2 separate regions of the Drosophila melanogaster genome follow, and region 2 is linked to region 1. The links are chromatin contacts, called in public HiChIP or PLAC-seq maps. All regions are on one chromosome and are shown on one strand. The core of a region is the stretch at or near the end of the contact, and the rest is flanking DNA. Distances in the headings are between cores, read along the strand shown. Region 1 holds the start of ATPsynCF6 (ATP synthase, coupling factor 6). Region 2 holds the start of tst (twister).

Region 1 (7,304 bases), core at 86-2,585:
GCTGAAATGTGGCAAGCACAGAGGTTAGATGTGGCACTCTTTAAATGATAACGGAAATCTAAACATAAGTATGACATGGCGCATTGCTACCTCGTAATCTCGTCAATAAGAGAGTATTTTATTGTGTTATGACAGAGGGAACAATTTAAAGGACACCAACATATATATATATTTATATATATTTATTATAACAAGATCTGATTCTTCTTGTTAAATATTTTCAATACCATGATGTAAACAATTATAAATGATAAATTACATTTGATACAAGACGTCCAAGCATAAATATTAAAATAATGATTTCCAAAGCTATTAAAGTATTATTATTAATCAAGGATCAAGCTATTAAAGTATTATTATTAATCAAGGTCCTAACAATGGGTATCCCCTGGTCGATTCCTAAAACAAACATAACTTTGTTGGTATGGGTGTGCCCGTTTACTTACAGCTTAGTCCAATCCCGGGGCGTTGTGGACTTCCAGACGATCACCTTGCGGTCGTAGGAGCACGATGCCAGTATGTTGCCAAACTTGGGATGTGCCCAGGCCACCTGCCACACTGGTCCCTGGTGTCCCTTGAGCTCGGCGAGCGCCTTATTGTTTTTGCGCGAGTGAAAGATGCGGACGCTGCCGTCCGAGGAGCAGGTGGCCAACAGTAGGCCGTAGAAGTCCAGCGCTGCGTGGTGGACCATGTCCTCGTGCTCGGTGTCGATCTCTTGCAGCAGGCTCACCATCTTGCTCGAAATCCGTTCGTCCGGTCGCCAGATAAATTGATTAAATGCAAGTCGTGTTTTTTTCCGGCGCTTGACGTGGAACCTGGTTGAGCAGTGTGACCTGAGCGCGGCAGTGGCTGATGGTTACACTTGCAATTGATCACATGGTCACTCTAGTCCATAGATGAGATAGAATAATTTCAAAGTTTTTAGTTCATATTCATATTATTCATATTCATATTATAGTAAAACAAGAATTTATTAATTATATTCAATTTAGATCGGGTTTTGGCTTGTGTGGGATTTTAGATACAGTTTAGGTGGTGTTTTGGTATGAACGTTTATGGAGCAGTTTTGATTTAAGTTGGACATGTATAGTAAGATACATAAACAGACACAGTGTATAAATTAGCTTTTCATAATTTGTAATATTTTTATTATAGGCTGTATTTCGATAGAGGCAAGTAATTTAAACGGATTGTTGATTAAAATTCTTGTTCGCAACGAATATAATCTATATGATACAGCTGACAAATACAGGATAAAGCAAAAAATCAGCTTAGGAAATACCCTTACTATTTAAAAAGCTTACGTCCAATAGTATCGCATACACCCATCACGCGCACATCACTAACACCAACTGCCATTGTGAACTGACAATTGTAACTTTTCCGCACGAAAGTTAGCATTTGCAAAGGAAAATAAGGTGAAAACAAGATTTAAAATACATAAAAATTGATTGAGGGAATACAATTTGAATACAAGATAAAGTTGCTAGCAAAGTCGGCTTGAAAACCGATTGGGAAACGTCGAAACAAACAATTGTATTACATAACCTTTTTAAGGTTACATATGAAGAAGGCCGTTTATTGCTATTCTAACAAGGATCTATCAATTCCAGATGCTGTCGCAATCCCTGCTGAGTGGCATGCGTGTCCTGCGCACAGAGGCCCGTCGTAACTTCGGAATCGTTGCCCCTGCCCTGAACAAGGCCTCCGATCCCATCCAGCAGCTGTTCCTGGACAAAGTGCGCGAGTACAAGCAGAAGAGCGCGTAAGTTCTGGCTCCTTCATCCGTTGGTGTGCCTCGACATAATCCTTGTTTTGCTCACCTGCAGCGGTGGCAAGCTGGTGGACTCCAATCCCGATATTGAGCGGGAGCTGAAGACCGAACTGGACCGTGTGGCCAAGCAGTTTGGCAGCGATGGCAAGACCGACATGCTGAAGTTCCCCGAATTCCAGTTCCCCGATGTTAAGGTCGATCCCATCACCCAGGCCCCACAGTAGAGATCGCTCTTCGCGAATGAGTTAGTCTAATTGCTTTAAGTTCAGCTGCTGATTTCGCCTGTGCGCCCCCAAAAACCGCGGGCAAGTCAACAAAAAAAACCAATAAAATCGGGAAAACAACAAGCGATTCGTATGCGAAAGCCACTAAAAGTGTGTGAATCTCATTGAATTATAAAGCGCGTCCATTCCTTAACACAGACATTCGTCTTGTGCGACATCATAAACTCAAAACTCATTAAAATCGAATTAAATTCCATTATAAATACAATATATTTAAGCCCTACGATCTAGAAAACAACAACAAACTAGGTCCTAGCGTGGCGTGGTCAGCGCCTGATGAACAGTCTGCTGGAGCAACTGCATCTTGTGGTTGGCAGCCACCTTGTTGAATGTGCCCAGCAGTGTCTGGATGTCCTTCCCGCTGATGAGGGGCACAAAGTTGCCAGCGCAAGTGCAGAACTCTGCCAGATTCTCGCGCTTGATCTCGCTGCAGCGCGAACAGCGCAGATCCTGCAGCACATAGGACATCATCTTGCGCTGCAGTGCATCCAGCATTCTCATTTCGATCTCCTCGTTATCATAGGCCACATAGCACTGGGCACACAGCCAAACGGGTCTGAAAAATCCAACATTAATCAATTATTTGTGGTAAATTATGTGTACTGGTTTGTGTAACTCACACTCCATCTTTCATGGCGCGATGCTTGTCCTTGCAGAGATCCAGGTCCCTGCAGTGATTACACGCTTTGCAGATGACCTCGTTGATGATGTGACTGTCGCAGGGATCCTCCCACTCAGCCAAGTCGGAGAACTCACCAATCCCCACCAGACGCAGCATATTTCGGCGCAACTCGTTGATCTGCTCCGCCAGCGTTTTGTCCACACTCAACGCCTTGATCAGAGTGCGGATAAGTTCTAGGCCCGGGCTCGGCTTGCCCTTGCCGTAGTTCTTGTGCAGCTTCAGGATAAAGTCGAACGCACAGTGTGAGATGTCCTTGATGGCCTGCTCGGTGGTCTTCTTTTCAGCCAAAGATTGCATGAAGAGGGTCAGCAGGGATTCAAACTTTTCGCGGCACTCGTTTTCATCGGGCAGATGTTCGCCAATTGTCCAGTTGAGCTCCAGGGACAGCTCATCCTCTTGATCCTGCTCGGCCTCGTTGCTCTCCACTGGATCACGGTTTTCCGAATCCTCTTCTTCATCCTCGTCGTCATCTTGATTGCGTTCAGAATCCCGTATCATGGTAGTGGAAACTATTGACGACACTGTCTCATCGATTCCCTTTGGTAGCTTTCCCCTAATTCCCGAGAAATTTGCCTGGTCCATCCAGAGCATAAAGTTCCAGCATTGCTCGAAGCTCAGTTGGATGGAGTGGAACATCTCCTTGTTCCTCAAGCTTTGCACAATGTAGTCCACATAGCCCAGGGCATCGGAAACGGTTTTCTTACCCGAACTAAGGATAATCCTGTTAAAGTCCGCATAGATAATGGTGGCGCCCAATCTCTTGAACTCGGCTATAATGCGCAAGAACATCTTCCTCATCAGATTATTCAGAGATCTTCTCAAAGCAGGATCATAGAGTAGTGCATTACTGGAGCGCACCCATCGATAGAAGTGCACGATCTGGAAGTCCGAGAAGATGTTCCTATTGATGGATACCTCTCGCAACCAACCATTCACCATGGAGCGCATAACGCGGAAGGCGGCGGAACAGAGGGCCGTTTCATCATAACTCGGCAAGGTGGCCGCCGGAACAGTGCCAATCATCTCCTCCAGCGAGACCTGCGGCATCACATCGAACGTAATGGCAGATGAGGCGCCTTCCATTTCCTGAATCCTAGTCGATTGGAGCAGGGCACTCACCGCCAGGCTATCCAGAGCCAGCTCCACGCAAACATCCGGATAGAAACCGGCCTTGTTTTGCACCACACTAATGCTCTCCTCGAATTCCGCCAACAGCCGGCTGTCGTCCGCCTCCCGGCCACCCAAATCTGGTCTGGTACTCGCCGACCACCACAGCACAAAGTTATGCCGCTGCAGCAAGCGAGCGAAGAAAAGATCCGCTCCGAAAAGCACAGTATCCGGCGGCATATTGCCAATGGGCACATGGAAGTAGCGACACTGATCCAACATCAAATCAAGAACATTGTTCAGATTCAGAAAGTGGCGTATCACTGCCCTGGAGCCCTGTCGCTGCCAATCAAGGCCAGAAAGCAAACTAGCGTCATCGGAGATATGAATCTCAGCCTGGGGAAACTCCAGCAGGATCGGCATGGCCAGGCTGAGTTTACGCGCCGACAGCGCCGTTTGAAGGCACAGAATGGTGGGTCCCTGATGCTCCTGTTTGTAGGTGGTCAGTGCCCGCTGTATGTGCCGGTAAATTTGTTTGACATCCACCTCAATGAGAACCTCAAATGTGTAATCCTCTACAGGAATTTTATCTTGCTCCTCTGCCGTCAGATTCTTGAGCAGGGCCAAACGCTCGGCGGTATACAATTGCCTCATGTTCGGCATTTGATTGGCACGCACTGTGTCCAAGGCAAAAACAAATGCCTTCTTGCTGGGCATTAGGATCAGTGACCAGATCTCCTTCTTGGCCGTCGGTGTGTTATGCTGATACAAGTAGATTTTGCGCAATCGATTGTTGGCGCTAGCCAAATATTTGACCTGAGTCTGGGGCCGCTGCTCCAGCTGCTCGATGCTAAATGTTTCCAGATCCTTGGTGGCCAATTGGGCCAAGCGACGTGCCTCCTCGCGCTGGACACCGCAAATGCAGCCCATGTCCATGAGGGCGCGAAATTCCAACGTCATCTGCGTCTCGTATATGCCCTCAATGTCGGGCGTCGCCAGATCCGCCAGCATGCCCAGCGAGTTATCCCGGAAGAGCTGTTCGGGCACACTATATCGATAGAGATTGAAAACAGGTCTGGATCGTGGCAGAACTCGATTGACCTTGCGCCAAAGTTGACCCTCCTCTGGAGGAGCTGCACTTCGCTGATTTACATAGAAAATCCTCGGTACCGTCAACTTGATCTTGTGCAACTCTTCGCCGATTAAGGCCCACACAGTGAAGTGGCCCAGGTCGTCGACGGGCACCAACTGTACGATCTGCCACGGCTGGTCCAACAGGGTGCGTTGTGCACGTCTAAGGAATCCGCCCAGTGTAGCTGTGGATCCTGTTGCTCTGACCACCGGCGGATCCTCGCCTCGAGTTCGCTTGCTCGCCTGGCGATTACGCTGGCGCTGATCCTGCTGCCATTTCCATTTCTTCTTCTGAAATCTCACCCACTCAACGATGGTCTTTCTGGTTTCACCGATGGGCGGTGGAGCGCCCAAGGCCTGACGCCAAGTGGTGGCCTGCGGCTGTGCCTCCTCGTCATCGTGCTCCTCCAGCTGGATTCTCTTTCTCTTGGTGACTATCGGACAGCCTGCAGCACCCTCACCGCCATCTTTACCAGCCAAATCTTCCATATCGGCCAGCTTGTCCTCCTCTGTGGCTAGAGGTTTCGGTTTGGGTCTGCTGGTGAACATCTCATTGATGCGACGCTGCTTGAGCACATCGTTCTTCTCCAGCATTTTCTTGTGCAACCAATCCGGATGCTGAACTCTGGGCACTGGATTGGCCAGTCCCTGCAGTGCCGCCGGTATGGTTATGATCTTCTGAATGGTCCCACCCAATCTCTCTATGTAGTAGTTCCAATCGAGCACATCGCGTATATCCGCATCGCCCATGGTGTTGTCCTTAAGCCAGCGACGCAGGTGATGTCGCCTCACGCTCGGTTCGGATTGGAAAATGGCCAAGGGAATAGCTCTCTCGGTGACGGGTGCTCCTTCGGGTTTCTTCGAAATAATGTACTTACAAGCCAGACCCGCATCCTTTACCATCTGCTCGCCCAGGAACTCAGCCAATCGCTTGGCCGTGGAGATGGACGTACTCTTTTGGGCGCCATACTCCTCAAGCTTCTTGGACATGCTCTTGTTCTCCGAAATAAGTTCGAATAGCTCCGAGTCGGGTAGATTTGATCCTCTGCTGTAGAGTACATCAAGCCAGTAATCCGCCACCTTGGCCACAGATGCATAGCATTCCTCAAGTGTGCTACCAGCGAGGAAAGCTTCGAAGACGGAACTCTGGAAATTTTTGATCAGCTGCAGTTCACCGCGTCGCTTCACCTCGAATCCCTTGAGTTCAGCCAGTGTGCCATCGAAATTAAAGACCGCATATCTTTTCTTCAGCTTCTTGCCCTCCTCTTTGGCAGCGGGTAACACCATGGCAAGGTAGGGTCCATCCACCTCGAAGAATATAGAGTTCTCATCTCGAATATCGTATTTGGGTAGATTGTTTTCCTTATCCTTCCTCAACTCGTGGTACTGATCGTTGGTAAAATGATCTTTAACCATAGTGTTTAGCACTGCATTCGGATATGATATGTTAATCTTCTTTTTCTTCTCATGGCTCGTGTGAATGGTAAACTCCTGCGGAAAGGAGCCAGGCAATATGCACCATATACCATCAGTGTCCAATTCGAGTGGTCGACCAACTCGCTCGATAATTTCCCTCGCCTTGGTGATAATATTCGAGCCCGTGAGGCACACAATGCCGGCCATAGGCATGGAATGCCAACGGGCTCCTCTCCTCATCACGTAGCCATAGAAGGAGTTCAGGATGCACTTGTGGGCCAACTGCAGGGAATCGTAGAGCACCTCCCTGCCCTTGGCTGCCTTGATCTCTGCCGCGTCTCCCGAAGCCACCGCAGCATTCACCGATGCTTTTGCCACTTTGGTTAGTCCTTTGTACTCGTAGCGACGATCGCGAAAAGCTCGCACCGTGTCCACATAGAAGCTGTTCTCCTTCTGGCAGATGGTCGAAGTGCGCGTTTCCAATTTGGTTAGCTTGGTCTTCTTGTAAGCCTTGCGGCAGTAATCCGTCAGACGTTTCTTCTCGTACGCCGCCTGATCCTCCTTGGAGAGCTCGTGAAAGGCTCGCTGTGGTCCGCCAGGGAAAAGGGGTGGAAACTTCTCGGTCTCCAGCTGCTGCTGAATGCGCTGAAACTCGTTCCTGGAGGCGGGCAACATCTCGCCGCGCCACAACCAGTCCATGGAACGTTTGCACCGAACTCCTGGCTTGTTGAAGTCACAGGCGGCACAATCTAAGTCACTAACCATTGCCGAGGGCTGCAGGCGATTGGTCAAAATAATGTTGGGGTACATGGCACCCACATCCAAGTGATAGATGACCGGCTGCTCCAAGCGATTGGGTATATCGTGCAGACCCTGTAGCCCCTGCACAATCTCCTGCCGCACTTCATCC
Region 2 (7,898 bases), core at 4,507-7,006, 420 kb before region 1:
GCACGTCGCGAAACCTTCACTTCGCAGCAGGCCAATGAGAGTGTGCTTTCGAACAGATCTAATGAGGCAGAGGACTCTGCAGCAAACCAATCCCGCCTAGCCATTGAGGCAGCTGCTGCAGAGGCAGCAGACGACGAATCACATCCAACAGGCATTGTGCTGCGACGCGTGGGTTACTATACAATTCCATCGCTAGACGACCTACGCTCCTATCTGGCCGAGGACGGATCCTGTGTGGTTCCGAACTTTACGGTGGGTCGGGAAGGATACGGCAATGTCTTCTTCGGCAAGGAAATGGATGTGGCTGGCCTGAACCTCGATGAGATTGGTAAGAGTCTTGTGTTTTTTTATAACCGTTTGTGTTTGCTCTCATACATTTATTTAATGCAAAACAATTTGTATCACAGTCCACTTTCGCAACAAGGAGATTATCATTTATCCCGACGACGAAAACAAGCCGCCCATTGGTCAAGGTCTAAACCGTGACGCCCAGGTCACTTTGGACCAAGTATGGCCGTTGGACAAGACCAAGCACGAAGCCATCAAGGACCCACAACGCTTGCTTGAGATGGACTGGGAGGGCAAGTTGCGCCGGGTGTGCGATAAAAACGATACGCGCTTTATAGAATACCGCCCGGAAACGGGTAGTTGGGTCTTCCGCGTCAAGCACTTTTCTAAATATGGCCTGGGAGACAGCGACGAAGAGGACGAGTTGCCCACTGACCCGAAAAAAGCCAAAATTGCAACGCTTGAGGCTCAGCAGCGGGCAAACGCAGAAAAGATGACGCTCAATTCGCTGCGCCAAGCGCAGAAGATTTCAGAAGATGCAGCCCGTAACTTGGACCCAAAAGCCTTGGTCGCAGGTGTTGCCAGCGGATTCAGGCCAATGGATGATACCGCCGAGTTCCTTTTAATGGACAAAACACGTACGTCTAAAGTCCATTTTAAAAGGTTTAGTTTCATTAATTGTAATTTACTTAATTTTAATTCGCAGAATTTTTCCAAGCTGGTGGCAACTCCGATTTCTCCATGTTTGATCCACCGCGTCAACGTCCAACGATTACCAGTCCCACAGCTGTTTTGGCTCAGGAAATGGTAGGCAACGAGGCGCACAAAATGCAGCTAATGAAGTCATCCTTCTTTGTGGAGGACAATGCTCCCGAGGACGAACCCATGGGTAGGTGGATAATCTCTTGATGGTCTTTCAAATTGCTTACAGTAAAAGATATGTAGATGTTTAAATGTTAATCGTTAGTTTTGAGCAAATATGTATTGTTAATTATCAACGATATTTAATGATTTTTGATCGTTGCAAAAAGTATTATATATATATATTTATGTTTAAAAAGGTAGCACAAATTATAAAGTTAATAAAGCTTTCAAATGTGTTAGTAAATCCAATTCATTTTGCCTGCTTTGGCAACAATTCATTATAATTACAACAATTCACTGCTTATCATCCCACACGGCCACTATACATTTGAAAATTACTCATAAATTTCTACAGAGACTACGGGGCGTCTTCTTCGTCATCGCAAGTTTTTCAACGTGGAACCTCTTGTTTGGAAAGATGGTGCCTCCGAGAGTTCCAGTCAGTACGATTTTGAACACCCATCGCCCGCTCTGCCGATTTCTTCCTCCGTCTCTGAGGCCAGCCTGATGTGTGATGCACATTATGAGGAGGTATATCGACGTAACCTTTTACTTTGAAGCCCAATAAACATCCTGATCAATTTCAGACATCGTCGATGGCAACTGGAAGCATTGTTGCAGCTGTAAAAGAAACGAAGTTTGAAATGCCTGTCACTAAAGCCTTCAAGTTTGTCTGTAAGCCCAAAGTGGCTCCGATTAAGTTGCGTGCCACCACGGTTCCCCTACCCAGGTCCATCGCTTATGAGATGCGCGATAATTGGATCGCCGATTTGGGATTCTACAAAGGACGCAGCTTTAAGCTCAGTTTTGGTCCACAAAACTCATTGGTACTGCCAAGCACCTATAATAACATGCAAAACCTAAAAGAATGTAAGAATATCTGAAACAAGCTGTAGCAGTCCAATTATAATAATTTCCCTTTGCTTCAGTTACTGGACCATCCCTGCCCGTCTCCATGGTATTTGCGCCGCGCTCGGCCACCGATTTGTCGCCCAGTGTAATGCAGTTGGTGGAGTTTAACATGGTCAAAGGCAACGAGGGTTTTCGAGAAAGTATCATTCCCCATCTCGAAGTTCAGCTTAACGACTGCCTCTCAGTTAATGTGGAGGGTAGTGAGTGCCCGTGTATACATCCCGATAGCGGTACGAAACTAGTTTCCAAGCACTTCTCCGAGTCTCTTAAGCAGAGAAATGCTGGCTTAAAAGAGGACTATAGCGTGTCAGTGTGGTCGCTTTTATTCGCACTATGGGGCGATCACGATGAACTGGTGGACCTGGAAAAGAACTCTCATTACATGGTCATGTGTCGGCGCAATCTGCTATCCGAGTGGCTTGAGAACACGCTGCTGGGCAAAGATCTACTCTCGAAAAAAGTTAGCACCCACAGCTACCTGGAGCACATGTTGGATTTACTTAGCTGCCATCGCGTAAATGAGGCTTGTGAGCTGGCCTTCAGCTACGATGATGCTAATCTGGCTCTTGTGCTGTCCCAATTAAGTTCCGGAGCTGTCTTCCGGCTATTAATGGAGGAGCAGCTCTTTGCCTGGCAGCAGAGCAAGTCGGATAAGTATATCGATCTGGAGCGCCTTAAGATGTACATGCTGGCCGCCGGAGCGCCAATGATGCAGTCTTCACATGGGGCCATCAACTTACTCGAGAATAAAAACTGGCTGACAGCACTGGCCCTGCAGCTATGGTATTTCACAGCCCCAACATCGTCTATCACCGATGCACTCAATGCTTATAACGACGCCTTCCAAGCGGAAGAGTGCTATGCGGAGCCCCCAAAGCCCAGCTACAGGGACGCACCTACTGACACCAAGAAGCCCGTCTACGATTTGCGCTACCACTTGCTCCAGTTACACTCTAAACGTATGCATTCCCTGGAAGAAACTCTCAATCCTATAACGCATACCGCCGATGCCATGGACTTTCGTTTGAGGTGAGCTAAAAGAATTTTTTGGTACAGTGCAAAATAAATCATATCAAATCATTTTAGCTGGCTGCTCTTGCAAACTCTGCGAGCTCTTGGCTACCGTCACTGTTCGCCCTTAACGGAGGCTCGTCTTTCGGTGGATTTCGCTAGCCAGTTGGAGAACGAAGGCCTCTGGCAGTGGGGTATCTTTGTTCTTTTGCATATTAAGCAGCAGACCCAGAGGGAACGTGCAGTTCAGCAAATGCTACAGAGGAATGTCAGCGTTTCCGCCAAGGTGGCTCTATATGCGGAAGAGCGCTTTATCGTCGAAGAGCTTGGTATTCCGATGTCGTGGGTGGACTATGCGAAGGCGGTAAAGGCGGGAGCGTCAGGAAAGCATCACCTTCAAGCCAAATATCTGCTAAAGGCAAAACATTTTGCTACGGCGCACGATGTCATCTTCCAACACATTGCTCCTGATGCCATCATAAACGGTTGGTTCCTTATGATAAGAATTATTTCGGTGGATTACTAACAATTGTCATTGCAAACTTGCAGGTAAAATGAAATACCTGCATAGCCTGCTCATTCAATTCGAGGATACAGAGGGCAGCAGCATCCGAGTGCCCAACTGGGCCAACCAGGGCCAGATCTTCCTGGACTTTATCGACATCAGTGCCAAGTTCAAACAGATCCGCAGTGTGACCAACATCGCTGACATCAATGCGCGCTGGGAGAACTTAAAACCACAACTAAGCGAACTCTGCTCCCGCATCAGTCTGCTCCCGTGCCCTACCTCCAAGCACCGCCTGTGCCAGAGTGAAATCTCGCAGAGCCTCAGCTGCTTGGTGCACGGCATGTGCATTGTCTGTCCCGAGATGGAGTCTTCCACGGTGCTTAAGGTGGCCCTGGAGCGGCTGCCACTGCCGCAGGAGTTCGCCTCAAAGGAGCTGCGCATCTGGCTGGAGGAGCTACTAGACAAAATCCAAAACGAGCCACCATTTAGCGAGCGGCAGCAACCCACCATGATGGAGATATAGGTGCCGAAACAAACAAAGCTCGAAGATACAATGTTTAGTCTAGGGTCAAATTAACTTAGTTATAATCAATTGATTAGCATCCCCCTCGCAAAAGAAAAAAAAGTCAGCTGTAGCATAGGTTTGAGTACGGCATCATTTATGTATGATTGCTTAATATTTAAAAAACGTTTCGTCGGAAAAGACCAGAAGAATAATAGTTTTTTGTTGATTTGTTTAATTGATTTTCATAAATTTCATAAACTTAGTAGTATAAGAAAGTAAAAAAAAAAAATGTTTCTAACAACGTTCGCTGGCTGGGAATCATTTCAAATCCGATAGAACTGCGCTGTGCCTATCGAAAGCTTTGTTGGGACCTACCTGTTTAGTCCAGTTGTGGAGCGAGATCAGTAGTCATTCGATCGCTAGTTAGACCACAACATATTTACTCTCTGATTAGCTTCTTACCTGCTGCACGAGCGAAAAACGTTTCACTGGCCATGGCTGCTGTTGTTCCCACTGAAACCTCCGCCGCCCCCGCCTCCTGGTGTGGGCGCGGTGCCAAGCCCCGAACCTTTGAAAAGGAACCGCCAGTCATCTGCTATGACAAGCCCGCAGCTTCGATCGTTTCGAAGGAGGAGTATGATGTAAGTAACGCGAACAATAGCAATAATACAATGATAAAATAATCTAATCCGACTCGGAGACTACAGAATAAACGTTATCGTGCCCTGACTGGCGATCTTGTGGAGACACTGATTGTGCCCAAACGGGAGGCACGCACCTGGACAATGCAAGAGGGTGATTTGTGCCGCGTCACTGTCCACGAAGGTTCTCAGGTGGGCGACATGAACTTTTGGAATCTGGAGAACACCGCCGAGCGCTTCTACTCGGGCAAGACGCGCCAGCTGCACTCGTCGCATCTGCGCGTTTACGATCGTCTGTGGAGCTGCCTGCCCCACCTGCGTCCCATGGCCACCTTTGTGTTTGATTCCCTTGCCGCCTATGGCATCGATGAGGATGGCGGTGCTCTGCACGACGTAATTGGAACACGGTGCGACGACTACACCTACAAGCTAATCACGGGCAAGGATCGGGTGGGCAGTTGCCACAGTTCCCTAGTCAAGGCGGTGGTGGAGGAGCGCGGGCTGACCGAGCAGGATGTACACGACGTGTGGAACATCTTTATGTGCACCGGATTTACACGGGACACGCATCAGTATTTCTGCAAGGCAAGTCCAGCGCGCAAGGGGGATTTCATTGAGTTTGTGGCCGACATGAATCTTCTGGTGGCTCTGAGCGCCTGTCCACAGGGCGATGTCTCCATCGCAGTGGGCGCCGATGTGCCGGACGACAAGTGCCACCCCCTCAAGGTCGAAGTGTTCCGTCGCAAGTAAACAGAACCATTTTCATTCCGTGTGCGGAAATCTGGTTCTAACAGCGTGCCATTTATGTAAACAGTGCCATAGAGATGTGCAAGATCATCTTCCGTATTGATGACGAATTATCAATACAAATATATTACTGCAATAATTATTGAGTTTTTGTTTTACTTAATATAAATTTTGGAATAAATTCGTTAAAATTATTTTTAATTAAAAAAATTAAAATATCTTTGCACACTGCACGGGATGCAATTCGTTACGCGATTGTTTCTCGATTTTTAGGGTGACCAGTCCATCCAAATTATCTGCCGACTCTTGTTGATTTTTTCCTTGTATTTTGGCAAATGCTAAACAAAGTTATTTTCGCCAGGAATAAACTATTAAAATGAATGAGATTAGGGGCGAGGATAACCTCGAACGGCTGCGCAACTATATCCTGCGACCGGAGCTGTCCCTCCACAATCCCCTGCCGGATGTTTTGCCCCGCAAATTCGATCCGATGCGCCTGTTGCATGCGCCCCGTTGCCCGGGAAGCACTAAGTTGGCTCCTCGCCGCGACCAGAGTGGTCACATACTTGAGTTCGTGGAATTGGACTTGGAGGCCGTGGGCGCCAATGCCAACAACTCGATGTCCATGCAGCGGGAGCCGGGCTTGCTGGAAGACGCGACGCGTGGCTCCCACTCCAATTTTCCCTTTTGGCCAGGCGGTTTCGATGAGCAGCGCCAGCAGATCGCAGCTCTGGATGTCAGCAACTTTCAGTTCGGGGACAAGCTGCTAACGGTGCCACCGGGCTTCAGCTCTGGCTACGACTTCTTCCAATCGCAATCTGTAACACTGCCGCCTGTGGTCGCCGATCCCAGTAACGTTGATCTATTGGAAAACCTAGAACAGGATCTGGACGTCCAGGAGTGGATGAAGCTTACGCGTAGTGAGGAAACAAGCTCCACTGGAACGCCTAAAAGTCCAAAACAGTCGAACGTGCAATTACCTTCAGAGGAGTTCAGAGACGTGGACGATCACATTATGAAGGCTGACCTAAAGCCTGTGCTAAACATTTCCACCACAACCAAGAACTTCAAGAGCGATTGGGCCGAAATGGTGGACATAAGCCAACCCATCAATAACTTTAAAGAGCAGATACCATGCCCCGCCATGGATTTCCCCTTCGAACTGGATGTCTTTCAAAAGCAGGCCATTCTCAAGCTGGAACAACGCCAGTACGTTTTCGTTGCAGCGCATACATCTGCTGGCAAGACAGTTGTAGCTGAATATGCCATCGCTCTGTCCAAGCGTGATCTCACCCGCACCATCTACACATCGCCGATCAAGGCGTTGTCCAATCAGAAGTACCGCGACTTCCGAAAAACCTTCAAGGATGTGGGCCTTATTACAGGTGACCTGCAGATAGAGCCCACCGCCTCTTGTCTGATCATGACCACCGAGATTCTCCGCTCAATGCTGTATTGCGGCAGCGATGTCACGCGGGATCTGGAGTGGGTGATCTTCGACGAGGTGCACTATATTAATAACCCAGAAAGAGGACATGTCTGGGAGGAGGTCATTATACTCCTGCCCGAACATGTTAACATTATAATGCTCAGTGCCACCGTGCCCAATACCTTGGAATTGGCCGACTGGGTTGGGAGCACCAAGAAGAGAAAGGTCTATGTGATCAGCACTTTAAAACGACCAGTGCCTCTGACGCATTTCCTCTATACTGGTGCTGGAGGAAAGAGTCGCGATGACATCTTCCTCCTGGTGGACGCCCAGGGAAAATATCTGCAGGGTAACTACGAGAAGGCCGTGGAGCGCAAGAAGGAGATGCAAGGCAAGGCCAAGGGCGGCGGTGGTGGGCCAAGAAACCATTTAAATGCCAAGCAGGAGCAGTACACCTGGATCGGACTAATTGACTTCCTGAGGCGGAGCAACATGATGCCAGTGGTGGCTTTCACTCTGTCCCGCAATCGGTGCGACTCCAATTTGGCCGCTTTGCAGTCAGTGGACCTGAACACGGAAAAGGAGAAGGGTGCAGTGCAGAAGTTCTTCCTGCAGTGTCTGGCAAAGCTGAAGCCACCGGACCGTACAATTCCGCAGGTTCTTGTTCTCAAGGACGCTTTGGAGAGAGGAATAGGTGTGCATCATAGCGGCATCTTGCCCATTCTTAAGGAGATTGTCGAGATGCTCTTTCAAAATGGGCTAGTTAAGCTGCTTTTCGCCACCGAAACGTTTGCCATGGGCGTCAACATGCCCGCGCGCACTGTGGTCTTCGACTCCTGCAAAAAGTTTGACGGACTGGAGATGCGTAACCTGAAACCAGGCGAATACATCCAAATGGCCGGCAGAGCTGGACGCCGTGGGCACGACGAGACAGGTACGGCGATCATTATGTGCAAGGGCAGTGTGCCACCATCGATGGAGCTACGGCCCATG

The links. HiChIP or PLAC-seq counts read pairs in DNA pulled down with a chosen protein or histone mark.
Region 2: a POLR2A S2P HiChIP or PLAC-seq map of the Kc167 cell line shows a contact between it and region 1, with 10 times the contacts expected there. The contact joins the promoter of tst here to the promoter of ATPsynCF6 in region 1. A contact is called at or near these places in 25 of 107 Hi-C or Micro-C datasets (the D17-c3 cell line, the Kc167 cell line, the ML-DmBG3-c2 cell line and 9 more) and 1 of 6 datasets of contacts at active chromatin or transcription factors (the Kc167 cell line).

What each region holds. Positions count from the first base shown.
Region 1 is chr3R:23,350,095-23,357,398 of dm6, reverse strand. ATPsynCF6 (ATP synthase, coupling factor 6) reads left to right here and starts at 1,335. Exons shown (of 3, transcript NM_001275944.1): 1 at 1,335-1,418; 2 at 1,614-1,765; 3 at 1,830-2,179. The coding sequence starts at 1,614. The coding sequence ends at 1,998. PolE1 (DNA polymerase epsilon subunit 1) reads right to left here. Exons shown (of 4, transcript NM_079738.3): 3 at 2,679-7,304; 4 at 2,236-2,614. The coding sequence ends at 2,311. It overlaps Sec13 (Secretory 13), which reads right to left and starts at 1,121. Exons shown (of 2, transcript NM_001300551.1): 1 at 447-1,121; 2 at 1. The coding sequence starts at 733.
Region 2 is chr3R:23,770,717-23,778,614 of dm6, reverse strand. tst (twister) reads left to right here and starts at 5,756. Exons shown (of 3, transcript NM_079741.3): 1 at 5,756-7,898. The coding sequence starts at 5,853. CG10208 reads left to right here and starts at 4,488. Exons shown (of 2, transcript NM_142929.4): 1 at 4,488-4,729; 2 at 4,796-5,617. The coding sequence starts at 4,583. The coding sequence ends at 5,479. It overlaps Nup98-96 (Nucleoporin 98-96kD), which reads left to right. Exons shown (of 9, transcript NM_142930.3): 2 at 1-328; 3 at 408-926; 4 at 995-1,177; 5 at 1,508-1,683; 6 at 1,740-2,022; 7 at 2,082-3,093; 8 at 3,151-3,560; 9 at 3,625-4,390. The coding sequence ends at 4,106.